Regions from separate parts of the Sus scrofa genome. Here all the other regions are linked to region 1. Evidence: chromatin contacts called from public Hi-C, HiChIP or PLAC-seq and promoter capture Hi-C data. All regions are on one chromosome and are shown on one strand. The core of a region is the stretch at or near the end of the contact, and the rest is flanking DNA. Distances in the headings are between cores, read along the strand shown.

Region 1 (7,977 bases), core at 1,587-4,086:
AGAGTGCTCGCAAGAGCAAAGCCTGAACACCCTCTTGGGTAACTTGCCCTGTTCACACCTATCTGATGAAGAGATGAGACCTCTTCTGTGTTATGACAGGGCTGGCGGTTCATCAGGGCTCTTGCAGGTAAACACTGAAAGGGCAGCTGGCTCAGGGTCTACAGAACATACCTGCCAGCCTGCCCCAATTCCAGGAGAAGAGATGCACGTGCTGGAGAAAGCAAACGGACTCAGCTCAGCTCCCTGTTGGGTCTCAAGGTTTTGGACTAACTACAATGACGTTCTTTCCTAACTTCTCCTGGGCTCCACCCCAGGTAGAAAACTTTACTCCCCATCCCCACCCCCCATCACCGGGATGGAGAGCGTTCATCACCACTGTTGAGGACGGTGTCCCAACCACAGTAATAAAATCATCCTGCTTGCTCGGATCTCCTGCCTCGGCTCTGCTCTGTTCTGCAATAAGAGGAGAGGCTTCCTCAAAACAGAGGTGGCCTGGGGAGGCTGGGGTTCGGATACTTGAGCTGACAATCTGGGACCATCAGGTCGGGCAACTACGGCTTGTCCAGCCAAATATAAATTATTTTAAAAAAAAAGCACCTCCCTAGGATAAAATGGCCATATTATCTCTGTAGCAAGACACAGAGACTCTGTGAAGGCAGCCAGCGAGTATATAGGGCAAGGAAAGGCGAGGGGAGGCGGAGAGAAATGGGCAACCAATGAAAAGTGGACGACTTGGGATTTGGAATCAGCGAAGGTTGGAGCCTCCCCCCCACCCCCACCCCTTCCTCCTGGTATTTAACCCTCTCAGGTATCAATAGACGCTGCTGCTTCTTTCCTTTTTTCTTTTTTAAAGAACTTGGAAACAATTCTGAGTTAACCGCCCCCTTCCCCCCAAGGAACCCCACAATCAATCATCTCATTCCCCTTGCTACTATATGCCAGCTGGTTCTGGGGACACTGTCCTCAGAGAAGCCAGTTTAAAAAAAAAAAAAAAAAATCGGCTGTCTTCTACGCTGAGGTTTAGGAATGCAACCAAGTGACTGCAGGGAGCTCAGAGCGAGCAAGACAAACGATAAACGCCTAAGAAAAAGGATCTGCTACACCGGTGACTGGAAGGAGGCAGGTTTGAGTGAACTCTGAAAAATAACGTGAAGGAAAACCCCTTTTAAACGTCGTCAGAAACGAAGCTGCCCCTTCTACCAGCCCAGGTGAAATCCAAAGGCGACGTAGTTACACGATCTCGCCTTGGGGGAGGGGGTGTAAACACCTCGCCAAGGCAATCGGTTCAAGAACTGAGTGGTAGGAGGCAGGTTTCTGGACGGAGCTCCGACTCGGGTTTTGTCTTGGCGATGCTGACATTTTTCGGGGAGTTAGAGACAATGGAGAAGGCTCGGGGAATCAGCTGATAGGTCGGCACGGAAAGGGGCGCCTTCCGGAGAGGCTAGTTTTGAGCCACTTTTTTCTTTAACCCTTCGGGCACCAGATCGGCGGGCTCCAAGCCAATCGGAGCCAAGAAAACAAACCCACCAAGGCTTCCCGGTGTAACTCTGCCCCCGGGAGCGCCTCGGGTTTGACAGAGGAGGGCTGACTCCGAGCTGGTGGCCGAGTCGAGAACTCCAGGGAGGAGAAAAAGGGAATAATACCGCCTTATAGAGGACGGGGCGTGGGGGGAAGGGACACATGGAGAAAATAAAGTCGCACGTCCACGTTTGAAAGCCTAACGTCCTCAAGCACACGACTGACAAGGAGGCGGGTGGGACGGAGGACGGGAGCAGGGGAAAGCGCGAGCGGGCACCGGGAGAGGGCAGGGCGATCCCTGGAGTGGCGGCGGTTCTGGAAGCATCGGGCAGCGCTAAGCCCCGGGGAACGGCAGCGAGGAGCAGTACTTACTTTCCGAGGGGAAGAAGGGCGGCATGTCGATTTTGTAAACCTCCTTGGCGTAGTATTCCTCGTCGCTGCGCTCGCGCTCGCAGGCGGCCGCCCTCCGGCTCGCCTTCTCCTGGAGCAAGTCCCTGGTGCTGTTGTAGATGGAAATCACCTCCGGGGGGACCTCCTCGGGTTCGGGGTAGTCTTCTGGGGGGCTGGTGAGCTTCAGCTTGCTCAGGATCTGCCCGCGGATCGCCTCGATCCTCTTGCGCATGAACTGGTCCATGTCGAGCGTGCTGCAGGTAGACAGGCTGAGCGCGACCGTGACCAGATGCAGGAGTAGAAAAGCGCTCAGCACACAGTAGTGCATTTTTTTTTTTAAAGGTGGAAAAAAAATTTTTTAAAAAGTAAAAAAAAAAAAAATGCAAGAGAAAAAAAAAAAACCAACAACAACTCTCAAAGTACCGGTCGGGTAGATTTTTTTTTTTAATGCGAAACTTTTGCAAACAATCGAGAGTCAATGTCCGAAAGAAAAAGGTATCTTGCCTGAATTCCTTTCAAAAGAAAAAGCGAGTCGTTGCCCAAGTGGAAATATTAATATGCGATGGGCAGGGGGAACCCTCACTTGGGGGAGTCAGCAAAAGTTTTCTTGGAGCGACGAGACCGGGGGAAAAAAAAGAGACGAGTGGCTATTAGGCAGAAATAAATTTAGGAGGAGGCAACGGAGTTCAGTGTGTCAGTTTCGGGTGCGGAGTGGCGGATCTGAACTCGGCTCCTCCGGCCAAAAGGGAAGATGAAAAGGCCCCGGGGCTGGCGGCGGGCGCGCCGGCGGGAGGGGCGCGGGGAGCGCTGTCAGGGGGCCGCCGAGGCCGCCTCCAGTTTATAGATCGGAGGACGCAGCGGCGCGGCCCTGCCTTCCACGGCGGCGCCGAGAGCAGGAGCCGCAGCAGCTCCGGAGCAGAGGAGCGCACACGTGTGTGAGTGTGTATGTGTGTGTGTGTGAGCGTGAGCGCGCGCCCGAGTGCGCGCGCGGGGGGCGAGCCCGGCCCGCGGCGGGGAGGCGGGGGCGCTCGGCGGGGTCCGGCGGGGGCCGCGGAGGAGGCCGCGCAGGGAGGCGGCGAGGATCCTGCTCCCGGAGCTGCGCGCCGACCCGCCCGGTCACTCCACGTTGCCGCCGCCGCTGGCGGACGCGCCGGCCTCCAGCTCCCTCCTTCTGCTCCTCCTTCTCCTCTCGCTCCAAACGCCAACCCGGCAACAGACGATCGGCCGCCGCCGCCGTCGCTTTCACCCCCCGCGGACGCGCCGAGCGGGCAGCTTTATGCCTACGGGGGTGGCCAAGGGGATCCCGTGGAGCCCACCCGTCCCGACCCTCGCCTGCCTTCTCGCCCACTCGGACTCTCCCGCTTAGGGTGGGAGGCACTTGGCGGCCGGCAGCAGGTCCTCGCCTTGCTCCGTTCTGCAGCCAGGCAGCCCCTCGGTTGGTCCCCGAAGCCTCCCTAGACCGTTATCCTAGGTGGTTCTCCATCCCTCTTCTCCCCAGGCCTCCTCCTTCCGTCTCTATCTCTCGCTGCCTCTCTCTTGGTCTCCGAATCCCTGCCTCTCTCTCTCTCTCTCTCTGCCTCTCCTCTCGTCTCCTCTCTCTCTCTCTCTTTCTCTCTCTCTCTCTCCCCCCTCTCTCCTCGGAGCGTCTTGGAGCTCCCCTCGGAGCAAACCTTCTGCTGCCAGCAGATAACATCACGATCCTGCCTGGGAGGACAGATTTATAAGTTCTCCCTGAACCACGTGTTTGCCTTCAACAAAGTGACGTGCTAGGATTACAGTCAGAAGTCCTCTCGTTTACTTAGACCACGAGCTCTCGCTGCACCGTTGAGGGGGTGTGGAAACGAGGACGGCTGCGGGGAAGGGACGGAGGAGGTGGAGTGTGCGCCCTGACAGCGGTGATTTATGGCATTTGCTTTATATAGTCATTTTGGACCCGTCGGGTGAAGGACAAGCGAGCAAGCCTCCCATTTTTACTGAGTGTGGCTCACTCACAGCCTCCCAGATGGAGTCCCCTGCTCTAGAATGGAAGTCTTACCTCCTGTTGTGCTCACGCACGCTCTCTCCCTCCTCCCTGTCTCTCTGCAAATGAGCACCAAGCAGTGGATCCGGCGCCGGGGCAGCCCTGACACAGGGCACCCACTCTCCGCTGTCTTTTTGGTGGATCATGTTCTCAAAGTCCACAGCCCCGGGCTGCTCTGGAACTCATCGTCCTGCGCTTTTCTGTTTACAGCCTAGGCCCCCACTGGAGTGTGGAAGGGCGAAAAAGAGAACTCGCTCTTCTGTACCTGCAGAATGAAGCGGGTTTGTTTATGTTACTGTTTGAATGGAGAGCCTCTGAATTGGCTGCCGCCCGAGTCCCTGCTGGGCATGGCTCTGTCCTCACCTTCCCCAGCTAGACTTCAGCAAGCATTCTTCATTCTTTCCACAGCATATATCCAGGAAGCAGGAATTGCTAGTGTTTGATGTTGCTGTCACACCCGCCTCCTAACCGGGCATTTTGTTTCCACCTAGTCCAAACGAGCGGAACCCAAAAATAAGTCCTGCCCCTGTTCACTTTTCCCTTTTTCTTTTCTTTTACCTTTAGTTCCTCAAAGTCAACATTTTCATTTCCTCCTGACTGCAGCCACACGGACGAGACAGATGATTTAAACTGGAGACTGTGGAGGTTCCCCCCAAACGCAAAGCCATCGTAGGATCATCCAGTTCAGGCGGCCCTTTTATTATAGAAAGGTCACCAGGAACTTTCTCTAACTTTCAGAATTTAAAGTTTACGTCTGTATGGGGCCTATGTCATTAGTCGGGAGGGGGCCGAATATTTATAATAACGTAACTAACACATAGTATACTTAGGAATTGAGGTAGATTGATAGATGCATATATATAGATATATATATATATCTATATATATATACATTTAATCTTCACAACACTATATACATTTAATCTTCACAACACTATAAACGAGGTATTATTATTATCTCTATTTTTCAGATGAGACTGCAGTACAGAGAGGTTGAGTACCTGTTCTCTCAAGACCAGAGGAAGAGGCAGAGCTGGATTTTGCAGTCAGGATCCACTGTCTGCACTTACCCACGACGTATTTCTAGGAAGCAGTGCTACCAGACTAAGTCTGACAAACAGTTCTGCGGTGACATTAAATTTGGAGATACAGGTACTTTATTGCCTATCATCAGCGTCAAGATTCTGAGAACCTTAACAGAAAATAAACGTTTCATTCTTTTTTTTTTTTCATGTTCCGTTCTTTTAACCCAGCATATCCTAAACTCCCTTGAACACTGATTCCCCCCCACACACACTAAAACACGTGAGAAATCTCCAGAATAAAGGAAGCGCTCCCGCCCACTTCTGAATGATGCTGAAAATTATGTGTAAATCAGCATGAGCACGTTCCTTTCCCTGAGGCCAGTTTCAGATAGAAGCAACCGGAAAGCAGTTAGACAACCAGCTACCATTCCAGCAACCAAAGCAAAATGCAATCCAGGGAGTTCCCATTGTGGCTCAGCGGGGAACAAACCTGACTAGTATCCCTGAGGATGTGGGTTCGATCTGTGGCCTCCTTCAGGGGGTTACGGATCGGGTGTTGCCATGAGCTGTGGTGCAGGTCACAGAGGCAGCTCCAATTCAACCCTTAGCCTGGGAACTCGCATATGCCACAGGTGCAGCCCTAAAAAGAAAAAAAAATGTAAATGTATATATATATAGTCCAAAGGCACTACTATGGGGCTAGTAGTTTCACCAAGCTGTCATCCCTTTGCATGGAGTCTGAGAACTGCGACAGAGCTCTACACGATGGGGGAAAGTGAATGTCCTTATACCTGGCCAATCTCGGAACGTAAAGCAGGAGCTGCCGACTAGAGCTGCTGCGGGGAGATGTGGCTTTGGAGCGTGGCTGGTTACCTCGGTCGCCCTTCAAACCAGGGAGACGGACCTTCTTGAGATAAATGCAGAGGCACCCGAGGTTAAGTGGGTTCAGATTAGAGTGGGGCCAAAGCAGCAACGGGCCAGCCACATCACCTCCGGGAAGACAATTTAAGCCATACATCCTCCTGACAGCCACCCCTCCCCAACCCAAAGGCACACACTGTGGCCCAGGATCTGTTCTTTGTTGAACGCTTACTCTACAATCCCTCCCACTCCCGGCCTGCTCCAAAGAGGCTACTTGTAATTTCCCAAAGCCCAGGAAGGTGGGACGGGGAGGGTGGGTAAAGTCTGGTATGGCTGAGGATAGGCACTTGATTGTCGCCGGACAGAAGGAGCCCCTTCCTGCCTCTCAGGTGGGCAGTCCTTTGAAGATGTACCAGGTAAGCCTTCAAGAGCGGTCTCCCGGGCTTGTCATAACCCGATGCTAAGAGGGTGGTTAACCCACAAAGACCATCTAGATGGCCTCAAGGAGGCAGGCGAGCCAGATTCCAGGTTTCTTGGGTTCCAATATCTGTCACTCTCTGGTTGGCAATCCTGGCTAAGTTACCCAGACACTTTGTGTTAGTTTATCTGTGACATGGGGCGGACACATGGTACCCACAGCACCGTGAGGATTAACTCACACAAGATACCCTGAGAGCTTCTGGCCTTGAGCAGGTGCTCATTGAATGGTACCTACCATCTTTGCATCCTCTCACGTCTTCAGGGACCAGCGTTGTCCGCGCTTTCTCAGGTGTAAAGAGAAGGAAGAAGCCAAGAAAGGTGCTGATTAGCATTTGCTCCATGGTTATGCCTCTCAGCAGCTTCTCTACACACATGCTCGCTGGTATTGTACTTCTGCTTTTTAGGGCCACAGCCACAGCACACGGAAGCTCCCAGGTTAGGGGATGTGCACCGGTATTTTAAAGTATTTTATACATTATGATATTTGGCCCCTACTCATCATAGGAAGAGAGGACAACAAAATACACTTTTGGTATTTTATTTAATACCCTAAAATGGGGTTGCTTTCCAGATCAGAGCGGTGGAGAGGATACAGATGTGTCCACCGCTAGCCTGTCTCTGCTCGTTAATGGTCTGTTCACTTAACTCCTGTGGAATTCCTGCAAGAAGCTAAACAAATGTTTGATATCAAAACAGCTGCTCACCCCTGTCCAGAGTTTTACCCCTAAAGTTCACAGACAAGAGTTTATGATCTAATAGGCCCTTCCTAATGCTGATGAAACAACAGCTTCATTTGTAACCCTTCTGAAAGCTTTCCACAGTGGTTTCAAGCCTTAAAAACCAAGAGGTGGGGAAAAGAAAGCTACAGAGCTCCCATAATAGACGACATTTTACTCTTAAGGGTTACACTTGAGAAACGCCAAATCACCCTTTAATGTGAAAACATACCCAAAGCCTTTGAAGTTCTCTCTTATAATTGTGCCTTTGATACCACAATTCAGAAACAATGTTTGGTCCGTAATAATTGTTGTCTCGGGTTCTGTATGCAGTTTTCTGCAAGTTTCTGCTCTCGGAATAAGGAGCCAGAGAGGTTAGTGATTTCCCCAAGAAAAACCCACTAGTGTTTCCGTTCTGCATCTCTAGGTTTAAACAAAAAAGGAGTGATAAGGAGAAAAGGAGGGAACAGGGACCAGGAGGCGGCGGCCTGAAAGAGAGCATCAGGTGGTAAAAGATAAAGGGATGCGCTTAGGGGACGGAAGAAGGCAGCACAGAACAAGATCAGCAAGCGGTGAGATTTTAAAGGATAAGCTGCTCACGCTTTGGTGATTCTCCGGGGGAACACTGACCTTAGCCTTGGAACTCTGATTAGGTGGCCCTGGGCCCTTCCACCTCTACATTTTCAGCTCCAGGAGACTTCCAACAGGGGGGCAGCCTCCGGAAGCCTGGGAACCATCCCCCCCAGGGCCCACCGAAATCAAGTGGCGCCTCTGGTTTCTTACCCCTGGACAAATTCAGCCACTGAAATAGCACTTGGTGACGGATAGGAATCAATAGCACGTAATGACAGATGTAAACAAGTGAATATTATGGGGACAGTTGTCATCCGGCAAAATATGACACGTGCTTGATAAAATGCTACTGCGGATGAAAACAAGCCAGCGGCAGGGTTCTCCTTAGTTTTTA
Region 2 (7,977 bases), core at 2,081-4,580, 670 kb before region 1:
TAAAAAACCAGGCTGGAAGGTTCAAGTTTCCAGAATCAGGGGTTAATCAACGCATCACATTCTATAAAGACATCGAGTAAGATAAGGACTGAAGCAGGTTATGGGGCTCAGAAATTAGAACTCTGAGAGAAATGGTTAATCGGCTTTAAAAACTCTTAAATCTGCACCATTATGAAACATGAGGCTGAGCCTGTTACTGAGGCAGAGGGAGGGACCACTACGTGCATTTAGCACAACAGTAAAATGGAGCCAAAGGCAGCATGAATATCGAATGTCTGCAAAGGAAAGGAAATGGCTCTGAATCTGACGTTTGAAATGTAGGTGAGTATTTCACGGCCTTTCTGAGTATTACCACCATGGCTCTATGGACCAGGGCAAAGGCTTCCTCGGGATTCCAAGCACGTCACCAACCATCTCTGGATCTCAGTTTCCATGTGTAAAATGATAATTTCTGGATTCCCTCCAGCCAGAGAAATTCCTGATGCTGTGGCAGAACCAAGACAGCGTCAAAACAGCTGCCCTGAAGCCCGCTCGACATTTCACAGGCTAATTAAGAAGAAACTTTTTTTTTTTTAAAGGATTTCAGCTACTATTTGAAATTGATACATTTTTTCATTCGCCATTTAAAAACCCTGTTTTTAAGTTGAACTAGAGATTTATTGCTGTTGAAGTGAAATTTTTAGAGAGAGCCATTTATTTGCCTCTGCCGATTGCATGCTGTGATCTTTGGTTTTGACACTTCTCTCTGGTTATAGGACAGAGAAACGAGCTTAATACCTAGTGCCCAAGGGAAAGATGTCTGTCTCTCACAGACATTTCAAATTCAATAATTTCATTGGCAAAAGAAAACAGACCAGGAATGGCCAAAATTACTATGTCAAGTATTAATACGTCAAGTGTTCCTCTAGTTTCAAATGGACAAGCCACCAACTGACTAGAAAAAACTGAAGTTCTCTTGTGGCGCAGAGGGTTGACGCTCTGGTGGTGTTGCTGCAGTGGCCTGGGTCGCTGCTGTGGTGTGGGTTCGATCCCTGGCCCAGGAACTTCCACATGGTGCAGGCAGGGCCAAACAACAATAACAACAACACAAAACAAAACAAAGAGCTGGGAAGAAAGAGGGAAAGAGAAAATGAAAACAGTGATTTTTTTTTTAATTCAAGTAATACTATGTCCTTAAGAGTAGGTAGTGAAATACCAGAATAAATCAAAACCAAAAAAAGTATTAATTTGCTACAATAACAAAAAATGAAGTAACAAGCTATTTTGAAATAATCTCTAATAGGAATTTAAAATAGAATGCAAGCACATTAAACTTTCTCATCACTTCTTAAAAAAAAAAGAAAAAAATGAAAAAAAGAAAGATCCCAGAGGCTCTGAACTAAAAACTATTGGCAAAAACACAGGTCTCTTATGGGCATTTTGCCCAAAATATGATTTCTTCAAAACAGGATGTCCACTATTCATCATAGACCCATTAATTCTATTCCCAGTATAAAAATCACATATGGCTTTCGTAACCAGTCCAAGACAAAGGCCTAAATAAAATCACAAAGGTAATGCACGTAATAACTTGAGGGGAGCATAAAAAATACATATATTTTCAGACAATAGCTTATCTTTTTGTAAAATTCCACTCAATATTTCAAACTAAATTTCACGCTCGTTTTCTGAAAGACTGAAGTATGAAAAAGGAAAGAACGAAGGCTTTGCAGAATTTGAGGGAAGTCCTGGGGATATGGCAGCGAACACGCTGAACAAACTGGCTGGTCAACTGGGCAGTAAATGGTGTTCCAGCTTATTCTCCCTTAATGAGGAGCAATTGGGCAAGAATGGGATCAAGACAGCTCCCCAACTGGTACCCTGTTTACTGCTAATTCTCCTCCAGTAGAAGGACCTCGGTCAATCTCAGCCTCGGGCCCCCCTTTTAGAATAACGGATACTAACATTCGTTCTGTATGGACAGAAGGATCCTTCCTCCTTCTGACAACAGGTGCAGAGACACATACCTGCCTCGAGTGTGAAGGAAGGGAGATTCACGATCCCTACGGGGAGAGGCCCGGCTAATCTTTAGACCGCTCTCTGGTGGATGGATGGATGGCATCATGCAGCATGCTCCTCAAGGGGCAACACGACAGCCGCGTCTACGCCGCCAGCCCTGCATCCGCTGGGGTGGCGTAGAGGGCCACAGAGCACACTGGGTCCTACCTGCCTTAAGGGCACTTTGGACCCTTCAGAAAACTGCCTGGAGACGATTTCCAGTTGGAAGCCACAGAGAGGGCACTGACTGGCACTCAGGGACAGGCTTTCGTGGTCCTAGATGGAGTTTACAAGGCTGGTGAGGTCGACCCCCTGAAGAGTGAGAAACAGACTCCGAAAGCCCGAACTGTTGCAGGCCACCGATATGCCTCTCCAAACTGAAATGGGACAGCATGGAGTCTCCCCCCTGCGCCCCCATACCCCTGAGATCCGCCCCTCCTCCTTTCACAGACCTCAGCTGGCGTAAGGGACAGCTTGGGGCCAGGGTGACACGGCTCTGTTCTCCAAAGGGATGAAAAATCGCAATCTATCCCCAGGGAATGTGGGAAAGAGAAGGGGTTCACACTTTTGTGGATCTGGCCGAGACTGGCACCCGAGTTCCGGCCGACAGGTCCCTCCAGGGAGGATTATGCCCAAATTTGACTGCTCGGCTTGGGCAAGAGTTCACAGCAAGGAGGAAGACGTAAACCCGGGAGTGGAGCCCTCAGGGGGGACTCAGTGTCTTGTCCTCTGGGTCCCGCTGCTGAATGTGTGACTGGTATTCATGTTTGACATGCTTACGCTGTAAATGCCCGCGAGGTCCCAGAGCCATTCTCCTGCTTGGGAGGGGCTGCACGGAGGGAGCTGCCGGGCCCTCCACCGCTGAGGACCCTTCAGGCCACAAGCCTCTGTGACAGACGATGCTGCCAGTTGCAGCCTCTGGCAGTCGGAGGTGGCCTCCTTTGGACTCACTCACCGCCTCCTTGCCACAGCTCCCAGCTGGACCTCTTTTGAAAAAGCAGCTGTCAGCTTACTCTTGGGCTCTTGTTGAAACGGAGTGCCCGTCCCCTGGAGGAACTGTGACTCTCTGGCCTGGTATTTCCCTTTTGGGATGGATCGACTCAGACTCAATGACTAACAACGTGAAAAGGATCCAGTCGTGGAAATGGCACATTCAAGACTGCAGCCGGCCTGGCCTCAGCGGCGCCTTGGCTCTACATGAAAAAATGGCAGCTCTTCCACCTCAACACCTGCAGCATAGCTGCTGGTGCAGGGCCGCTGAGTCACAGAGGTTCCCTTAACGCCTGGGCCTGCTTCAGCGGTGGCTGGCTGAGCTGAAACCCGATGGTGGCCACTGGTCAGATGCAACTGTTTGGGCTCAGGGCCAGCGACTCAGAACTGAAAGTGGACAGGGTCTTTCTGCTCAGTGGGCAAAACTCGAGGTTGCCCTCATAGCTCTGGCAAACACAACATTGGATCAACCTCATTATATTTTTACTGACTCTTGAGTTGTTGTCATGGCCTGATTATTTGGACTGTCACTTAGCGAACCACAGACTGGAAGATTAAAGACAGCCCCCCCTCCCTTTGGCTCTGCTAACCCAGGAAATAAACAGTGGCTGCTGATTGAACCATCTGAGTCACTTATGTAGAGGGACCCACTTTTCTGCTGAAACTGACTGGAGTCAAGCTGCTGGTCGAGACTGGACGGCCAGACTGCCAGCACTGCTTACTTAAGCCATCAGCAGACTAGACACGGTGACACATCAACCATTATACTGGATACAAAGCAAAGGAGCCAGTGTTTTTGATATACGGCCTGCCGTTGCATGCCAAACTTTTGAGTCCTGACGAAAGTTGACCCAGTTGTCTGGCAGTGAAGGCAACCACACTGCCTGGGGCATTGCCCATGCTTGCTCCTGACACACTAATTACATCTGACTTTTGACCTCTTCTTGGGGTTGTAAGTGGTGCCTCACTGTGTATTAATACTTTCTCAGGTTATGTGTCACTGTTCCAGTCTGATAAGCTGACAGGGGCCACACTACTGTGGCTCATAAAATGAATCTGTATTGTATTTTTGGCTTTTATTTCTGGAAAGCTTCCCGTTCAACAATGCAGAGCCTTTTGTTGCAAAATGATTCAACAGTGAGCTGGCAGTCAGGTACTGGATGGGCTGCACACAGTCCCTACAACTCACTGGGGTTTGGTATCTTTGAGCATTGGGTCTTTCTCAGCAAAAACTGACTCAACAGATGTCTGGATCTACCCGTTTTACTTTCTCCTGGACCACACACCCTGGTGAGGTGGTTAGGTCAATAAATACAGCTGTCCTCAGAAAGGGGTCCTAGGCTGTTTTCTGGGCAAGGGTCAGAATAAAATGCTGGGAGATGAGGTAAAGCTCTTTCAAAGCCTTGTGATTCCTCCTGACCATTAAGGCCGGGGCTCTGGTGGAGGCTGCACCGCCCTGGACTGTGCCTTGCAGGCCCAGATGGAGTCTGAGCAATTGCCCTTGCAACGCTGGATGAATGCTTTGGACGAAGTAGGAAGGTCGGTACAGAGACGTAAGGAGAAGGACAGCTGGCCTCCTGAGGCACATCCTTACCAGGCCATGGAAATTGTTCAGCTGGATGGGACCAGGCCCTTGGTGGGCGCAGCTGGGACCAGGGCTGCAGCGTGGCTGGTGCTTAGAGCTCTGATCATAGCAGCTTAATTCAGTGCTGGATGGAACAAACGGACCTGATCTGGTTGCAGCTAAATGGCAGAGTTGACCAATATGACAGAGATGACGCACGCGATGACGCACGCAAGGACCTGCACCTTAGCCTCAGTGCGGGAACACGCTGCGGCCGCCCTTCCCTGGGAAAGGCTGTATGCGTGTAGAGCCGCAGAGACGTGTTTCTACAGGCAGATGTGAAGCAGAATCAAACATACATAACAGTACACTGGTTCTCTGTAAATATAATTTTGGTTTTTCACGTGTTAAAATTACACACAAAGTCTTGTGTACCAGCTGTCTTTGTGTCTCATATAATCTGAATTTTCCTGAAATGTGTGCAAGGCACTGGTAATTCTGTTCTCTTATCATACCTCAAGAAATTCCTATTACGTGAAAATAACGGAGTTCGCATTGTGGCTCAGCGCATGAGGACACGGGTTCCATCCCTGGCTTCGCTCAGTGGGTTAAGTGCTGCCCCAAGCTGTGGTGTAGGTCGCAGACGCAGCTCGGATCTGGTGTTGCTGTGGCCGTGGCGAGGCTGGCAGCTGCAGTTCCAATTCAAGGCCTAGCCTGGGACCCTCCATATGCCAGAGGTGCGGCCCTAAAAGAACAAAACAACAAAGTGCCACCCCTATACATCCACGAGAATGGATAAAATGGAAAAGACCGGCCATACTGAGTACTGACAGGGACCTGGAGCCTAAGTGGAGCCCCAGGCCTGGAGCAGACCAGTACTCTGGTCTCACAGAAAGAGGGCTCCAGCGGGCACCTGAAGGCTTCCAGCCTCCACTCTCGAGGCTTTGGGGGAGTCTTTACTCCTCCTATCCCTGGGATCAAATACCAGTAACACCCACTCAGTCTACCTCCTCAAGGCCCTGTGAGGATCGGCGGAGACAACGCGAAACCACGCGACACACGGGACGGGGGGGCACTGAAAACCACAGAAACACGAACACCCCGCTGGGAAGGTGGTTTAAAGAAGGTGACGATGAAGACAAAATACTATCATGTGAAACCTTTTCATGATTTCCCACTGCCTTTACTTCAGCTGGTTTAATTGCTTAGTACTCAATTACTTAAAAGGTTTCCAAATATTTATGAACACGTATCTGACAAATCACGCACAGACGCTTGCCTTAATTAATGTTTACCATGACCTGGACCATACTACTCTCTGCGGTGCCCAGCATTTAACGAATAAGCCCGTAACCTACTGATGTGTCTCACTATTTTCGCTTATTTATCAAATTAGACTCTGGCCGTAAAAGTCACTTTTCAACAAGACACTACATGTCTGTGAACAAATCCGTCCCGATTCCGTCACTCTGGGAGCTTTGTGAGAATCCAGGACTTCAGCTTTTCTAGCTCTGCTTTGCTTAACTCGTGGTGCACGCCTGGGAGGCTATGAAACCTTGTGCTCACCCCCAGAGACGTCAACGTGGAGTTTGTCTCCTCGCCCCAGGCATGAAGAACTAGCTCATCTGCGGTACCGTGACACTGGAACAACTCAGGGAGCAGGCCGTCACTCTGCTGGAGCGCCTAGGGGGGAGAAGAGAAAGAGGGAAGCGTCTCAGACCCTCATGGAGACCAGCATCCTCGGGTCTGAGAGGCCGAAAGACGCCAGGGTAACCCACGCCTCAGTACTTCGGGGGAAAGGGGCCGTGGTGGTGCCGTCTGAGGAACTCGCCGGAGGGCCGGGCCCCCGTGGGCCACAGCGGACGTGACCTGCACCCACACGCAGAGGACCAGCTCGAGGCGGCCGAAGCACTTCCTGCAGAGACCGTGTGTCTTGGGAGGACACACCTCTTTCGCATGGAGTGGAAAGAGGGAGGCGCACAGGGCTAAGGGATGATGCAGGGGAAAAATGACATGTCTATTCGCATCGCTGCACCTGCTGGTTCCATTGCTGGTAACGAGGCTGCAACACTAATGCGCCATATTCATAAATTAGGACATTGCTGCAGAACAGGTACTGGCTGTGTAACTGATTCTCTGGTTTGATGACGCTCATGACATAACAAACAAACCTAGCTCAATCATCTATATTTTTAATATGCATAAAAGATACATGATTTCCACACACATTTTTTTATCCTACCCCTTTGACACTTTGCTGAACCAAATTCTTTGCGGAAACATGACTGACTGGCTGGTATTAATCAATAAAACTAATTTGGTCATCAAGTCTCAGAAATGCCCTGTGTAGCAGTGGTTAATCAATGTTGTTTTACTTGCAATGTGTCAGTGTCTAATGGTTTTCCTCTCTTTCCTTTTTTTATTCTGCTTTGCTTTTAAAATCTGGAACTTACCTGGTAAACAGCAGATGCTGTATTCAGAAAACTGGAAAGGGCAAATACTCCTGCTACGTCTTGATGATTTCTAAATGCTAAATGCATTGCCATGCATCCTCCCATAGAAAATCCTCCTACAAGAAGCAAAAGTTCACTTATCAGACATAGCAGAATATGTGTTAACAATAATTTAGAACAAGATATAGCTATGCCAGGTTTCCATAAATATTTGGAGACCTAAAAGAGATAAATGCTAAAAAGAAAATTTAGTTTACTTTAGAGCTCATGGAGAAAGACCTGCCATGAATAAATAGCACTGTTCTATCTATGTCATCACTGGTAAAATAATCTCTCATAAGAGGGGCTAGAAGCGAACAAAGACATCTTGGTCGTCGAGTAAAAATATTCATCGTAATTCAAAATATGAGTCATGGCACAAGTGTTATTTATTTAAACTCCTAATGTCGACTTATATTTTGTTTATACTTATTGGAGTCCTCACACTGGAACTACAATTAATAACATACACCTTTTTGCCTTCTTTGCCAAGCTACATGCTCCATAAGGATTCTATTTCTAGTGTTTGCCGTATCAGAGATGTTCAGGGATCTTTGAATTAGGAAGGAGGATCCAAAATTTGATGAGCCAGTTAAAATATCTTTGTATTATAATATTATTTTGAAAACAGCCTTGCGATGGTATAATTAAAACATACACATCCATATGTACTTTCAAAAAAAGAATGTGGGCAAGTTCCCGTCGCGGCGCAGCGGAAAGGAATCCGACGAGTGTCCGTGAGGACATGGGTTCAATCCCTGCTTCACTCAGTGGGTCGGGGATCCGGCATTGCCATGAGCTGTGGTGTAGGTCACAGAGGTGGCTTGGATCCCGCGCTACTGTGGCTGTGGTGTAGGCCGGCAGCCACCGCTCCAATTCAACCCCTAGCCTGAG
Region 3 (7,977 bases), core at 3,665-6,164, 640 kb before region 1:
ACAAATGAAGAGCAGGTAATGGGCAATCTGACTGGGTTACACAGCTAAGCACATTATCTACCCCCGACAAAAAGATACTAGCAAACCCCAGTTCAAAAGGCCATGGAGATGCTAATTTAATCATTATAAAAAAGCAGTTTTGACTTTCAAACTATACCAATCTTATGATTGTGCATTTTGCTCAACACATCTACAGGCTCTATAAATATTACGTAGTCAATTCCGTACTCCTAGTCTGGTTTACTGATTCAAAAAGCTTAAAATTATTTCTAAATCCTCTGAAGTGCAGCAAGAATGCCACAAAACTCTTTTCCAGAGATTCTGAACTCTTGTTTAAATAAATTATTAGAAAGAGTACGCTCACTGGATTTATTAGTTTCTTTAGGGGATGAAGCGGAAAAGAGCTTGAAAGATGAGCAATCTGTAGGGCCAGAGGAAACCGTCCTGTAAATTGTGCCTGGGACAAAGTTTAAGCTAAGCGCTTCAGGGAGTGCTTTACAAAGAACACATTTCTCACCTGGCAAAACTTGGTCTAATAGAGTAATTGCCAAAAAAAAAAAAAAAAAAAAAGTTCTGGGAAAAACAAGACCTCCCTCTAAAATATTTTAAATACAGAATTAACCTGAAAAACCATCTAGCTGGTACATTTATATATTCTATGCCACAGAGGAGTGATTTAAATTACTGCATACCTGGGAGGAGCCGTTGGATAAATAACTTTTATGTGCTGGAATGTTAAATCTTGATTTAAAACTTGCTTGATCCATGTTCTCAGTCCTTGTCCAGAATCACCTGATAAATCACAAAATCTAGATTAAGTTAAAACATTTCTGATAATACAGTGTATGTAAAAGCAGTCTATAATCTTCATGTCACATAGAGGCAGCAACAAGGAATTAAAAAAAAGTCTTCATAACTAAAGATAACGGATATAGAAACTGATTTATCAATATGAACTAAATGATCAGGCATCAGTCGTTAAAAATAACTTTATTTTACTTCTGACTTTATTCACTGATCACTTTAAAAACTTGCTTAAACCACAGTTTTGAGTTTCCGTATTTGTTTAAAGGATATAACAGGAACAAATAAATAAACGAAGCTGATTTTTCTAAAAGAGAATTTCTTACCATATCTGATTTTAAATATTGTCATTTCTTATTTCATTCTTAAAAACAGTATATTCCTCAAGTGCTTATAAACTTTTGTAGTTGGAACAACCTGGAACAGTTTTCTTGGTTAAAACAATAAATTCCTTCAAAAGGTGTATTCAGCATACTTGTATTTTTAATATGAAGAAATGAGAATTTTGATAACATGTTTACATAATCTAAAATGACTGTACACCTCAAGGTTGAAAAACAACCTAAACTCATGCAGGAATTAATGTATGTATACTTCCATTAAAATGGAAGGGAATCTAGGTTCATTTTATATAGTCCTAAAGAGAAAATTTTGAAGGTAACACCTCTAATTTCTTTAGCCAGTCAGTTCATTAATTCAGTAATTTAAATGTAAGATGCAAAGGTAAGAGGCTTAGTGCTTCAAAGTTTTGTCACATTCAGGCCCAGTTAAGGATTCAGGGATAACTTCACTAGAATATACACTCTGCAAGGAAAGGTTCATTTTGTGTTTCAGCCAGAGATTATTTGTTCATCGAATGCCTACACCAGGACTGACACAAACTAAGCATCTGTCCACATCTAAATAGTAACATTTGCAGCAACATGGATGGAACTAGAGACTCCCATACTGAGTGAAGTCAGAAAGAGAAAGACAAATACCATAGGATATCACTTACACCTGGAGTCTAATATACGGCACAAAGGAACCTTTCCACAGAAAAGAAACTCATGGACTTGGAGAATAGACTTGTGGTTGCCGAGGGCAAGAGGGAGGGAGTGGGATGGACTGGGAGCTTGGGGTTAATAGATGTAGACTACTGCCTTTGGAATGGATTAGCAATGAGATCCTGCTGTGTAGCACTGGGAATTATTGTCTGGTCACTTATGATGGCGCATGATAATGTGAGGCAAAAGAACGTGTACATGTGTGTGTAACTGGGTCACCATGCTGTACAGTCGGAAAAAAAATTTGTATTGGGGAAATAATTATTAAAAAAAAATAGTTAAAAAAAACCCAACCATCTGTCCACATCACTTTGTCCTCCTTAGTCATTGAACGGTGCAAAATAAACCACAAAGAGCATATAAAGGCAGAAAGAACCAGGAGAATGTTTCAAGGGGAAAGCTGAATGCTGACAATTCCCATGAGAAGACGAATGAAAAATATCTATTATATTCAGCAATACAGAGGTTACTGGTAATTTTAGTAAGAGCCAACTCAGCGCATTGTTGGGAAAGCACGGTTCGGGCCTGAGTGAACCTTAGAGCTTAGTGTAGAATATACAATGATTGCCACTGAAAGAGAGCCACAGTGTCTTCATGGACCCTATAACAAATAAATTAATCCAATCTGAGAAGCAGGACAAAGCTAATTAAGCTATCACTTGTTTTTATCATCCTGAAAGGAGGTACTTCTTTGACATTTTAGTAGTTGGAAATGCGCAAACTAAGTTGGCTTTAAGTAGCTGACATTCCCATATGGTGTTCTATGGCTTCCATAACCTAGAAAAGAAACTCAAGGCTTTTAAGAATAAAAAACAGACAAAATCTGCCTCTAAACATGCTTTTTCAACTGTGAAGAGCAAAACTGAATGTTATAAAACAATATGCACCCATCCACTTGCAAAGGCCACTCCTTAAAAAGCCAGCACCTGGAGTTCCCATCGTGGTGCAGTGGTTAACGAATCCGACTAGGAACCATGAGGTTGCGGTTCAATCCCTGGCCTCGCTCAGTGGGATAAGGATCTGGTGTTGCCGTGAGCTGTGGTGGAGGTTGCAGACGCAACTCGGATCCCGAGTTGCTGTGGCTCTGGTGTAGACCGGTGGCTACAGCTCCGATTCGACCCCTAGCCTGGGAAACTCCATATGCCACGGGAGCGGCCTAAGAGATGGCAAAAAGACAAAAAAAAATAAAAATAAAAAGCCAGCACCTTATTCCAAGAGTATGATAAAACTCTTAAAATTAGTGTGTCCATACCTGGATTGAGCAGAAGCCTAACAAAAGCACATTTTTATAGTCTAAAATCACACTCCTAATAAATTTGGTGTACTACAATGGAGCTCAAAATATAGAGGAATGGCATTGTTCCTGCATAATTGGCAGAATTCTTCGGATAAACTCTTTGTGCAAAGTACAAGGGGAAAAATATATAACTCTGGGTCTGAGACAAACAGTTACAAATTTTAAAATGTCAGTAATTTGAAAATGAAGATTATGAATCGGGACTTTAAGCAAAGTGGTCCAGAGGAAAAAAGACTGGGAGTATTTCCTCAAGATATTGTGAAATAATTTATTTATTCAAAGGACTATGATCCTGGGGAATTTCTGGGTGCTTATAAACACCCTTGGAGCCCAGATGGTATTAATATTAGTCTCCAAGTTATAAGCATTGCTGTCACCTCAGATATCCCAACTTCATATTTCATCAGTCAAGTCTTTCCCTTTAAACATCTTTTGCCCGTCTGTTCCCTATTTCCAAAATGATGCATCCTAGTTCAGTTTTTCACCTGAACCCCCCAGAGCGCTGACTTTGGAGTTAGAGATCTGAGTTCTAATACCAGTTCCAACCCCACCCACAGAACTGCCAAGTGACCTTGGACAAACTGTCCAACCCATCCAGGCTCATTTTTAAAATAAGACCACTTCCAGGTCTCCACCCTGTACCTTTACCAGCCCCTCCACTGTCCAATCACTACTCTCTTTAAAGCCACACAGGCCCAGCTCAAAGACCACTTCCTCTGTCAACCCGAACAAGCTCATCTTCCAAAAACCTCAATGATGCCTACCCAGAGTTTTTCCCTTACAGTTCTCCTGGCAGTAATCCATGCTCTATCTCGTGATCTCCCATCCGCTGCTGACTCAAACTAAATGAATTTTTTTTGTTGTTTTTAACTTTAGGTAGGCCCTCTGAGGACAAGGCTGCATCTCCTGTCTTCAAAAAACATGTCCCAAGAACTTACCCTGGTCCCCGCACTATGGATGCAAACGTTAAAACAAGGGTCCTTACTCTTGAAGAAGTGGTGAAGTGGGGAAGACAAAGAAAAGTCATTACTGGTAAGTGTGAGAAGCGCTATGGACAATTAGGCAACCAGTTAATGAAGGCAGTGAAAGGACTCAGAGTTGACTCTGCGCATTCTCTTGGGGGCTGAACGACAAGAGAGCAAAGAGGAAGGATGAAGGAGAAAGCCCCTCCAGCCCTGGCACGGTGCCTCACGAAAAGAGATACTAATCCAAGACAGGTGCAAACTCTAATCACTAAAAGCTGACTCTGAAAAGTACCAAACTTGTCTCTAGCAGTTGGCTTACCTTTCTACCTCGCTCGTTTAAGCTTAAGGGAGAGGAACGGGGCGTAGCAAGAATAGCAATGGACAGGATATGGACAGAGGGCTCGGGGATGGCATATCAGGGCCGGAAGCAAAGACGGTGGGCAGTGACCACACGACAAGAGAAAGACTAGTGGGGACGGCCAGGTCCTCGAGTTCCCAGCCACGGGGCTGGCGAGGGGACCGTCACCCTCCCTCGGAGTCCAACGTGCCCTACGGGGACCCAGCGCTTCCTCCACTGGGGCAACCCTGGGGAAACCGGGGCGGGGGGGGACCGTTTCCGTGCTGCCGTAACCAGGACGGAAAACTGTAATCCACCTGAGCCGTGCAGGAAGATCAGAGAGGCGCTGTGCCTCCCAGCCGGCGACACGATGCAGCGCTGCAGGCGCATGGAGCCCGACGCAGCCGCCATGACGACGGCCAGAACCGGAGCGTGGCGACCCCGCCCCTACGCCGTCCGCGGGCGCGCGCACGTCGGCACGCAGGGGCGCGCCTGGAGACGCGCATGCGCGGCGGGGCCGCGCTGGCCGGCCTCGGGGCCGGGTCTCTGGCGATTCAGGCCTTTTGCTAAGAGTCGTGACGTGCACGTGACCCCATTGGTAAGGCTGAAGGATCTCCTTATTTACTGTAGGATTTTTGACGGCAATCCTAACCGTTAGGATTGCTTTTTTATTTGTAAAACTATTGGTGTTATGTTGAAAATGTAACAGAACGTAGCCTTTTATATACAGGATAAGACAGCCATAATAACTCTGTGTAGTGTTTGTAGATAATTTGCTCAGAAAAATCTGAGCTAAAGCGGTACCATACAAAAAAGAAGGGCTGTTAATGTGGAGAAATTAGAGCCCTTGTGAGTTGCCGAGGAACATGCAAAATGGTAGAGCAGCTGTGGGAAAAGTTTGACGGGTCTTCAGAAGTGAAACAGAATTACCATATGATCCAGCAGTTCTGCTTGTAGGTATACCCACAAAAGAATGAAAGCAGGAGCTCAGACGCTTGTACACCTGTGTTTATAGCAGCATCATTCACAATTGCTAAAAGGTGGAAGAAGCAAACCAAATATCCATGGATGGCTAGATGGAAAATAAAATGGGGACTACACATACTGCAGAAAATTATTCAGCCGTAAAAAGGAATGAAATTCTGATACATGCTACAACACAGATGAACCTTAAAATATGCTGGATACAAAAGACACATATTGTATGATCCCACCTATATGAAGTATCTAGAACAGGTAAATTCATAAAGGCAGAGTAGTAGGTTACCAAGGGCTTGGGGGGAGGGGAATGGGGAGATATTATTGAATGGATACAGACTTTCTGTTTGGGATGATGAAAAATTCCTAGAAATAGTGGTGATGGTGATGCAACATTGTGAATGTACCTAATGCCACTGAAACTATACACTTAAATGTGGTCAAAATGGTAATTTTTTATGTATATTTTATTACATTAAAAAAAAAATAAAGAGCGATGGAAAGGAGTTACTTTCTATATAAAGGCCTGACCAAAGACATCTTCCAGTACTGAGGGCTGCAGACCCAGGAGGTAGTTCATTCCTGTGAAAAATTCAACAAACAAGTAGAACTCTAAGTGCCATTAAGTGCCAGCCTTCCATTCCTTGTAGTCTGCACCTTAGTTAAGCAATTGCAACTTATTTTTTGTATGTTCAAGTTGATCACGCTACCCCCAGGTGACTAAACTGTCTATTGTCACTGGTCAGTTGCTGAGATTAGCTCTGTGCCATCAGTTAAACCACTGATCTCTGTGGGAATGGTCCTACATGCCATTAGATCAAAAAGGAACACTGAATCAGAAAGGCTCTAGATCTAGGGCTGAGGGTATGGAGAATGGAGTCCTTGGGCAGGGGGGTGCTGGGCTGGGCTCATTTTGGATATACACAACTCTCAAATAATACTTTTATTTCTAGACCAGCCTTTCCCGCATGAATTCTTGACAACTTTCAAGATCCAGATGGGAAGAGGGCAGTGCTATAGGAGGGGAGACCACTGGTGACATGCCAGGTAAGGCTTTGAGATCTACTCTTAGAGCTTCATTTACTGCCAGAAATACTTTGCTGTGCACTACCCCTGTTGTGTTTTTGAAACAGAAATTTAAAAAAAAAATCAGGATTATAGTTAAGTTATGATGATGATTATTGCTAATTGTAATAATAATAATAAACACCTGACATTCTTTGGGACCTACTCGGTGTCAAGCCCTGTCATAAGTAAATTCCCATAAAACTGTGTACTATTACTATCTATTTTTGCCAGTGAGGCTCAGGGGGTAGAGAAATGGCTCAAGGTCATACTGCCAGTTATTTGTAGATCCTGGACTTACATGTTGATTTTGACTCCAAAATCCAGGTCCTTAATTGTTACACATTAGTTCACAAAAGTTAGGATATGCTCCAGCTCTTTTTTTTTTTTTTTCTTTAAAAAAAAAAAGGCTTATGAGACTTAAGACTGTAGCCCTTTAGAGTCTCTATTGATTAGGAGTCCCTGTGTTTCTTCAGATTCCCTGTCTCCTGGTATTAAGGTTTGCTCCTCTATCTTGAATGAGTACCACTTTGAGCAGGTAGATAAGCAGTACCTCAAGGCAGGGATTCTGAGTTTCACCTAGAACTTGAGCTTTCCCAGATTTAAGGCCATTATAGGAATAAGCCAGATTCTTACAAACCTAATCAAATTACTCCTAAAAAAAAGTTCCAGTGATTTCAATGCTTAGCTATTGTTGCTTTTCTTTTCATCTTTATTTATAGAATAAACAGAAGGTTTTAGATTTCTATATTTAGAAATGCCATCTGGTAGGCAAACTACTGAACAAAAATGTTTTGTTACTTTCATGTTACTTTGCTTTGTAACTTTCATGGTCCTTTCATGCATTACTTTGAAATGTAATTAAGTTTCAGGATGGTTGCTTGCTTCTTTTGTGGTGGATCTTTTGCCCTTTTGAATTTGAGGGAAAGAGTTATTCCTGGAAGAATATCTGTTCATACATTCTTTCTCTTTGCCTGTTTCTTCTTCCTCTTCTTCTTCTCCTTTTCCTTCTTCTTCTTCATTTGCTTTCAGCCAATCTAAAGCCCATTATTATTATTATTATTTTAGGCAAGAAATAGATTTATTAGGATAGGATGCTTGTGAGAGATGCAGGCAGGCAGGCGAGGAAGCTCTGCCTCAAGGATTCAGAGGGCTACAGTTTTATCATCGAAGGGGCTATAAGCCCATTATTGATGCACTCCCTCTTGGTAACTTCCGTTCAGTATTTAAACCAAAAGTATTTCAGAAAAACAAGTAAATAAAATAACAGCAAATAGCAGTAACCCTTCCTTTTTGCAGTGTTTCAGTGTCTATTGTGATCTAAACACATAAACGGTAAGGTCAGAATTGAGTTTGCCGTGACACGATGTGTTTAGAAATCCTTTAAGACCTACTTGTTGGCTTTAAAAAAGCAGTTGAAGGATTGTCCATTTAGAGGAGTATATTTGGTACGTTCAAATGATCACAGTTAGATGGAATCACTTT
Region 4 (7,977 bases), core at 2,919-5,418, 560 kb before region 1:
TGGTATGTACCATTCAGATTATCTTCTAGAACCTCTTTCTAGTCCATTCAACTTTTTAGCTTTCTGAGGCCTTTCTAGACACAGCGGGAGAGAAAGATACTGCTTAATTAAAACCCTGTTTTGCATTGAAATCAGAGCTGGATAAAAGAGGAATTACTAGCTTTGGTCTAGGTGATTTGAAACATAGGAAAGACAACCAGTACTTTTTCTTAATATTAAAAAATTGAAATACAGGGAGTTCCCCTCTGTGGCTCAGTGGATTAAGAATCCAGCTGCAGTGGCTTGGGCTGCGGCAAAAGCGTAGTTCTGTCCCCTGCCTGGCACAGAGGGTTAAAGAATCCAGTGTCAATGCACCTGTGGTGGAGATCACAGCTGCAGCTTGGATTCAGTCCCTGGCCCAAGAACTTCCATATGCCATGGATGCAGCCATTAAAAAAAAAGAAAAAGAAAGAGAGAGAGAGAGAGAGAGAGAGAGAGAGAGAGAGAGAGAGAGAGAGAGAGAGAAAGAAAGAAAGAAAGAAAGAAAGAAAGAAAGAAAGAAAGAAAAAATTGAGGTGTAATTTACACACCATAACATTCATCCTTTCAAAGTATATACATTTCCATGTTTTTTTTAGCATATTTACAAGATGGTACAACCATCATCACTAATTCCCCAAATTTTCATTCCCCTCAAAAGAAACTGTGTCCATTAGCACACCTCTCCTCCCCAAAGTCCCTGAAAACTATTCATCAGTTTTCTGTCTCTATGGATTTACCTGTTCTGGAGATCTCTTATAAATGGATTTCTTATAAATGATTTCTTTCAGTTGGTGTGAAGTCCATCCATGTTGTGCATATATCAGTGCTTCATTTCATTTTATGAATTTTATTCCATTGTATGGAAATACCATATTTAGTTTATCCATTCATCCGTTGGACATTTGGGTTGTTCCCACTTTTTTACTATTATGCGTAATGCTGATATTAAAAATTTGTGTTCAAGTTCTTTTTGGCCACATGCTTTTAGTTCTCTTGGGCACCTACCTAGGAGTGGAATTGCAGACATATGGGAACTCTGTGTAACTTTTTGAGGAACTGCCAGATGGTTTCCAGAGCAGTTGCAGCGTTTACATTCCCAGCAGCAAATATAAAACTTTGAGATTTCTCTGTATCTTCCTCAACATTTGCTATTATATGTCTGTTGATTACAGCCTTTCTAGTAGGTGTGAAGTGGCATCTCATTGTGTGTGTGGTTTTGTTTTGTTTTTGTCTTTTTAGGGACACGCCCGTGGTATATGGAAGTTCCCAGGCTAGGGGTTGAATCAAAGCTGTAGCTGCCAGTCTATACCACAGCCACAGCAACATGGAAACCAAGCTGTGTCTGCGACCTACACCGCAGCTCACTGTGACGCCAGATCCTTAACCCACTGAGTGAGGCCAGGGGTCGAACCCACGTCCTCATGAGTTCTAGTGGGGATTGTTACCACTGAGACATGACAGGAACTCCCTCATTGTGGTTTTGATTTGCATTTTCTTTCTGAATGTTAAATGATATTGGTCATCTTTTCAAGTGCTTATTTGTCATTTATATTTCTTCTTTGGAGAGAAGTCTGTTCAAATCATTTGCCCATTTTTGAATTAGATGGTCTTTAATTGTTGAGATATAAGATTTCTTTATATGTTTCATACACTCTGTAGAAATCATACATTCTTATCAGATAGATGACTTGAAATATGTTCTCCCATTCTGTGGGTGCAGCTAGTCAATTCTGATGGATATACCAGTTGGGAGATATTTGTGGCCTCTTAAAGTAGAAGATTAGCAATCCTCTCTGACTAGTTGGCTTTGGGTATGTACATTCTTAGCCTGTTCTTCCACTTTATATCAGATGAGTGTATCTTCTATGTGTTTGTTGCTCTGGCTACTGCAGTTGAGATTTGTGAAATCCTATTTAGGTATATATCCTGTTATGGCCTGTGTCCTGGTCATGAGTATGGGAAACCTTTAGGGGTCACCAAGTTTATTTATTTATTAAATTTAATTTTATTGGAGTATGGTTGATTTACAATGTTGTATTAGTTTCAGGTTTCAGCAAAGCAATCAGTCACACATATAAATATGTCCATTCTTTTTTCCCATATAGTTTATTATAAACTATTGAGTAGATTTTCCTGTGCTAACCAGTAGGTTCTCATTAATCATTTATTTTGTATAACAGTGTGTATATTCTATTCCCACCCTCCCAATTCTTCCTTCCCTCACAAGGATTTCGCCTGTGGTAACCATAAGATTGGTTTTGAAATCTGTGAGGTTTTTTTTTTTTTCTGTTTTAATAAGTCCCTTTGTATCATTGTTTATTAGATTCCACATGTAAGTTATATCATATGATATTTGTCTATCTCTGACTTACTTCACTCAATATGTTGGTCTAGATTCATCCATGTTGCTGCAAATGGCATTATTTTGTTCTTTTTAAGGCTGAGTAATATTCCATTATATATATGTACCACATCTTCTTTATCCATTCCTTTGTCAGTGGACATTTAGGTTGCTTCCATGTCTTGGCTATTGTCAATAGTGCTGCAGTGAACCTCAGGGTGCATGTATCTTTTTGAATTATGGTTTTCTCTGGATATATGCCCAGGAGTGAAATTGCTGGATTGTATGGTAGTTCTATGTTTAGTTTTTTAAGGAGGTTCCTTAAGAGCCATCCCATGTAAATAAGAATGGTGACATTAGTCAATAGCGTCCCTGAAGACATAAGACATGCAGGAGCTAAAGACAGGGGAAGGGCCTGGAGAAGAGAGAAGGGAGCAGAAATAAGGACGAACACATTTCCTTACAATTTTGCTGAGGATCCGGCTCTAACTTTTCTTTGACCATAAATGAGATGTGCTAGTCGACGCTGTGTATACACGATGCTTCCCTGCCACACTTACAGTACAGGGTAGAGGAGGGTGATGATGCTCGCTTGGTACCTTTCAAAATTTATTTGGCGAGAGAGAGTTAAAAGATGTAATAATATATTTAGCTTGTGGAGAAAAACTTTTTCTTAAAGGTGCAGAGAGAGCCATCTTCTCCATCTCATTGTCTCGTTTCAGATTAATAAAGGAGCATGTGTACAGCAAGCGATTGCATCTGTAATCTGACCTACTAAGGAAAGTCACTGGGTTCTTTAAGACAACTGTATCTAAAGTATCACAGTTGAAAACAAAGCCACCTCCCCCCCAGGGGAAAAAAAACCATCTGTTGATTAACGATTTCTAAATCATTAGGTTGTGTCTGTTCCATAAGAGTGCTTCTGACCCTGTACTTGCTAGATTAATCTGTATCCCTGTGTTGTTAAAATCACCACTTCAATCCAGTGCATAAGAGAGTCAAGCTGGGAGTCAGTTTCGTGAAAATAATACAGCTTCTGTATTATTTTAAAAATCATACTTTTAAAACCAAATACATTCCAAAGAGATAATTGTGTCTGTAATAAGTACTCTAAAAAACATAGGGAATGGTGTTAGTAAGTAAAATCCTGCCTTAAATAAATGGTATTATTGAGGGGGAAAAACCCCTGTCTCCAATCAGAACTTTTTTTTTTGTCTTTTTGCCATTTCTTGGGCCACTCCCGCAGCATATGGAGGTTCCCAGGCAAGGGATCTAATCGGAGCTGTAGCCACCGGCATATGCCAGAGCCACAGCAACATGGGATCCGAGCCACGTCTGCAACCTACACCACAGCTCACAGCAATGCTGGATCCTTAACCCACTGAGCAAGGCCAGGGATCGAACCCGCAACCTCACGGTTCCTAGTTGGATTCGTTAACCACCACTGAGCCACGATGGGAACTCCAGAACTTTTTTTTTTTTTTTTGGTAAGGAAAATGGCAGGACTATACTGGTTTCATGAAAGAGATGGAGAAATCCGGGCGGAAAGGGAAGGTTCTATAGAACTGACCCCGTACAGCAGGGGGAATCACGAAGGTCTCCCTGGACTCCTCTTGTTGGATAACGCCCCACTGGCAAGTACACTTAGCCAAAGTGCACAGATTATTAGCCAGTTTTGTTTTTTTTAAAATGAACTTTGGCACTGGGTGAAATTCATGGGAAAGACAGGCCAGCTTTACTCATGTGGCTGGGTGGACTGGCCCAGCTCACAGCTGCCAAGCGTTTCTGTTCAGATTGTTGGCCATCTAGCTCGAGAGCCCCTGGAAGGGAACCTGTGTCATCTCCGTGTCCTGTCCCGGGCCTGGCACCCCTTTGGCGCTCTCGAAATCTGTGAATAATGTCTGCCTACACAGCTGAGAGAAATGCGTCATCTTCTCAATTGGGACATGTCATCGCTTCCGTGCCCTCCGTACGGTGCATGCCGGCCATGGGGGGCTTAAATGAAAGTGCACTTGTGCTTGTCAAAATGTCCCCAAAAAGAGACGTGGGGTTTGGAGGCAACCCCCTCTCCACCTCTCACAAGAGCAGCTCAGAGACAAGAGTGCTACAGTTCTGTGTTGAACTTGAATTTGCAGTCGGTTCCAAGGCACAATAATGCCTTCTCTTGGTTGTTTTTTTCTTTTCACATTACAGTACTTCATTATTGCCACAGGGGGAACTGTTGGCTTAATTTTGCTTTAGAGACACTGCTGCTGAAATTATTAAACTAATGATTTATGCCCCCAGTGATACAGCAATCTCTTGTGCTTAAAATGGTTACTATGTTTTGTTTACTGTTTATAACTACCAGTGGTTATGCCACGAAAAGCCCCTGCCAGCTTGCAGGGTTTATTTATCCCTGTGGATCTTTAGAAACCACTGATTAATATAGAAAAAATTTGAATGGTTTATATTTTTAAAAATCCCATAAGCTATGAATTAAACCACTGTGCTGTGCTCTATAGGAGGAAAATTTCAGTGAGAATAAACAATGGATGTCAAAACCTCCTGCCTCTCGTATTTGCTTCTGGTTGTATCAAAGTGGAAAGTAGGAGTGCTTTTCAGGAATACCGTACTGTGACTCCATCAGCTTTGGCCTCTGAGATCACCAGCATTTCCCCTTGGGTGCCGCACATTTTACCATATTAAGGAACCAATTTGCTGAGAGAAATGTTGCACATGTTTAAAGGCCGTTAAGTTTGATGGCTGGCAGAACGCTCCCATTTAGCCCCAAGGCCGGACCTTGGTGAAAGAAGGCTTTACTACCAGCCTGCATTTTTGTTTTGTTTTGTTTTGAAGTTTGCTTTTTGTCACCAAAGGATGACACAAGGCAGATGAACCTTGGGGCAGGGAGGGCTGTGATTTGTGAGTGTTGATTTGTTTAAAATGGCAAAACGGTTCTTACACAAATGTGTAAGTCTTGACCCTGTTGCCTGTCCAAGAGAAAGAGAGAAAACATCGCTGTCGGTTTGGGCAGTTTCAGCCCAATCCTCCACCTTCAGTCTTAGGCATCACTTGCGGGTACTTCCATTGCACCTGTCTGCGGGCTCCTGAATGAGCTCCATCAGTCCATCTGGCTTTGTTTCTGCTGCAGGATAGCCTGTCCATCTCCCCTACCCCACCCCTGCCGTCTGCTCCGTGTCCCCAGTCCTTCAGTCATGGGCCAGCTCTGATGTTCACCCAGCACCTTTATTCTGTGGTCTGATGTGGTCCCTTCGAACCATGGCGTGCTCTTCCCTGAGGCGCCCCACACACCAAGCCAGGCCATGGTACTGGGGCTGGGTACAGGGACAAAACGTTTTTCAGTCGGGCGGTGGTGTCTGTAAATACGACGAACGTGGACCATCCTGACTTGAGCAAATTAATTTGTAAGCAAGAAAGAGAACAAGGCCCTGAGTATGGGAACAAAGCAGCAGTCATAATGTGAACATCTGTGTACAGCTTTATCCTCGGATATTCCCTGGGCACAGAACTTTCCATACCAAAATGCAGTCAGACGTTTAAGAGAAAGATAAGTTGGTCATTGAAACACCACACCAGGGAGTAATAAGAACTCTTTCATTCTTCCTCATAATGCACTCTTTTCCTTCATGAAGATGCAAATTTTAGCCATAAAAATAGTCACAATATTATAACCCATGTGAATATGGAAAACATATTATCCAAGTGGCAATTTTAATTGGAAATAGTTACCTAATCTCATACGTAAATGTCTTCATTCAGGATGTATTTTCAGTTGCTCTTAGAATTACTCTCCTTCTTGAATTAGAAAAATAAAATGAAAGAAATAGGAATTCTGATGCAGTATACTCCAAAGAATTTTTATAAATTTCATGTTTGATTTTTATTTTAACACCACATTTAGGAAACTAAATCCTATATAGCTTATCGTCAGTGTTTTGCTGATCATTTTTTTTTTAAACTTCAAAATGTGATTTAATTACAAATTATTTTTAAGTCACAGAAAACCTGAGTACCAGTGTGGTATGTGATCTGAAATTTTAAACAAGCACAAAACAGATTAAATATAAAGCTTAATAAGCATAACAGGCAAAAAAAAAAAAAAATCTGTAATGTGTAGGATTTCTAGCATGAAAAATTCCAGGCTTCAGCAGATGTGAAGATTAGATTTCTCAGAGTGAATCAACAGAATACATTTTGAAGTATCCCTAGTGAAAAAGAGTGAAAATAACTTGAAAATCAAATGCTTTTTTACAGAGAAATCAGTGACCAACAAGTATGTTAACAACAAAAAAATTGTTATTATTTTTTAACATTATTTATGATAATATGTTTTCAGTCTACAGAATTGTAACATTTTCTAAGAGCATTCATTTGTAAAATTACTGGAAACATAATAGTCATATTATCTTTTGAATTTCTTTGTACCCTAACAGCTTCTCCTGTTTCTCTACGGCCCCTTTAGTTTGAAGGTAGAATGTGCAATGTAAAGATGTCAGAGAGAAGTTTATAGCAGTACAGCTTATCTCAGGAAACAAGAAATATCTTAAATAAACAACCTAGCTTTCTACCTAAAGGGACTAGAGAAAGAAGGACAAAACCCAGAGTTAGTAGAAGGAAAGAAATCATAAAGATCAAAGCAGAAGTAAATGAAATAGAGACAAATAAAACTGTAGAAAAGATCAATGACACTAAAAGCTGGTTCTTTGAAAAGATCAATAAACCTGATAAACTGTTAGTCAGACTCTATGGAGAAAGCCCAAATCAATAAAACTAGAAATGGAAAAGGAGAAATTACAGCCAACAGCACAGAAATAAAAAAGACCACTAAGAGATTACTACAATCAACTATATGCCAATAAAATGGACAACATGGAAGAAATAGAAAAATTCTTAGGTACAATCCCCCCAGACTGAACCAGAAAAAATAGAAAATATGAATAGGCCAGTTACAAATACTGAAAATGAGTCTGTGATTAAAAAAAAAAAATCTAACAAACAAAAGTCCAGGGCTAGATGGCCTTGTAGGCAAATTTTATGAAACGTTTAGAGAGGAGCTAACACCTATCCTTATGAAACTATTCCAAAAAAGTTCAGAGGAAGGTGCACTTCCAAAGTCATTCTGTGAGGCCACCATCACCCTGTTACCAAAACCAGACAAAGATGCCACAAAATAAAAAAATTACAGTCCAGTATCACTGATGAATATAGATGCAAAATTTTTCAAGAAAATACTAGCAAGGCAAATTCAATAATATGTTAAAAGGATCATACACCATGATCAAGTGGGATTTATCCCAGGGACCCAAGGATTTTTCAATATATGCAAATCACATTAACAAATTGAAGAATACAAATCATATGATCATCTCAATAGATGCAGAAAAAAAAGCTTTTGATAAAATTCAACACCCATTTATGATAAAAACATTCCAGAAAGTGGGCATAGAGGGAACATACCTCAATATAATAAGGGTCATATATGACAAACCCACAGCTAATATCATACTCAATGGTGAAAAGCTAAAAGCATATCTGCTAAGATCAGGAACAAGATAGGGATGTCCACTCTCACCACTTTTATTTAACATAGTCCTGGAAGTCCTAGCCACAGC

What was found. Promoter capture Hi-C pulls out the DNA fragments that hold promoters and counts their contacts. Hi-C and Micro-C count contacts between places; a contact is called where the count stands out from the background. HiChIP or PLAC-seq counts read pairs in DNA pulled down with a chosen protein or histone mark.
Region 2: a contact with region 1 is called in an H3K27ac HiChIP or PLAC-seq map of skeletal muscle, with 7 times the contacts expected there. The contact joins the enhancer-like site here to the promoter of TGFB2 in region 1. A contact is called at or near these places in 5 of 47 Hi-C or Micro-C datasets (embryonic fibroblasts, mesenchymal stem cells, psoas muscle and 2 more) and 1 of 2 datasets of contacts at active chromatin or transcription factors (skeletal muscle).
Region 3: a contact with region 1 is called in a promoter capture Hi-C map of fetal liver, with 4 times the contacts expected there. The contact joins the promoter of LYPLAL1 here to the promoter of TGFB2 in region 1. A contact is called at or near these places in 4 of 5 promoter capture datasets (fetal liver, fetal skeletal muscle, liver and 1 more), 9 of 47 Hi-C or Micro-C datasets (brain, embryonic fibroblasts, epiblast stem cells and 4 more) and 1 of 2 datasets of contacts at active chromatin or transcription factors (skeletal muscle).
Region 4: a contact with region 1 is called in a Hi-C map of fetal skeletal muscle, with 3 times the contacts expected there. The contact joins the enhancer-like site here to the promoter of TGFB2 in region 1. A contact is called at or near these places in 13 of 47 Hi-C or Micro-C datasets (brain, embryonic fibroblasts, fetal heart ventricle and 8 more) and 1 of 2 datasets of contacts at active chromatin or transcription factors (skeletal muscle).

The regions. Positions count from the first base shown.
Region 1 is chr10:8,301,049-8,309,025 of Sscrofa11.1, reverse strand. TGFB2 (transforming growth factor beta-2) reads right to left here and starts at 2,836. Exons shown (of 7, transcript XM_021064294.1): 1 at 1,891-2,836. The coding sequence starts at 2,236.
Region 2 is chr10:8,976,309-8,984,285 of Sscrofa11.1, reverse strand. LYPLAL1 (lysophospholipase-like protein 1) reads right to left here. Exons shown (of 6, transcript XM_021064303.1): 4 at 7,045-7,160; 5 at 6,158-6,274. Among named protein-coding and RNA genes, the nearest start is that of LYPLAL1, 34 kb to the right of the region's middle. Within about 2 kb of position 3,330, at least 19 of the 83 cell types and tissues checked have an H3K27ac peak or open chromatin away from gene starts, as enhancers often do. A contact at or near this core is called in embryonic fibroblasts and skeletal muscle, where this site is marked.
Region 3 is chr10:8,943,401-8,951,377 of Sscrofa11.1, reverse strand. LYPLAL1 (lysophospholipase-like protein 1) reads right to left here and starts at 4,914. Exons shown (of 6, transcript XM_021064303.1): 1 at 4,767-4,914; 2 at 693-792. The coding sequence starts at 4,860. LOC102164422 reads left to right here and starts at 4,924. Exons shown (of 11, transcript XR_002336182.1): 1 at 4,924-5,047; 2 at 6,381-6,474.
Region 4 is chr10:8,865,647-8,873,623 of Sscrofa11.1, reverse strand. All of the region lies in intron 2 of LOC102164422, which reads left to right. Among named protein-coding and RNA genes, the nearest start is that of LYPLAL1, 77 kb to the left of the region's middle. Within about 2 kb of position 4,168, at least 15 of the 83 cell types and tissues checked have an H3K27ac peak or open chromatin away from gene starts, as enhancers often do. A contact at or near this core is called in fetal skeletal muscle, omental adipose tissue, retroperitoneal adipose tissue and 2 more, where this site is marked.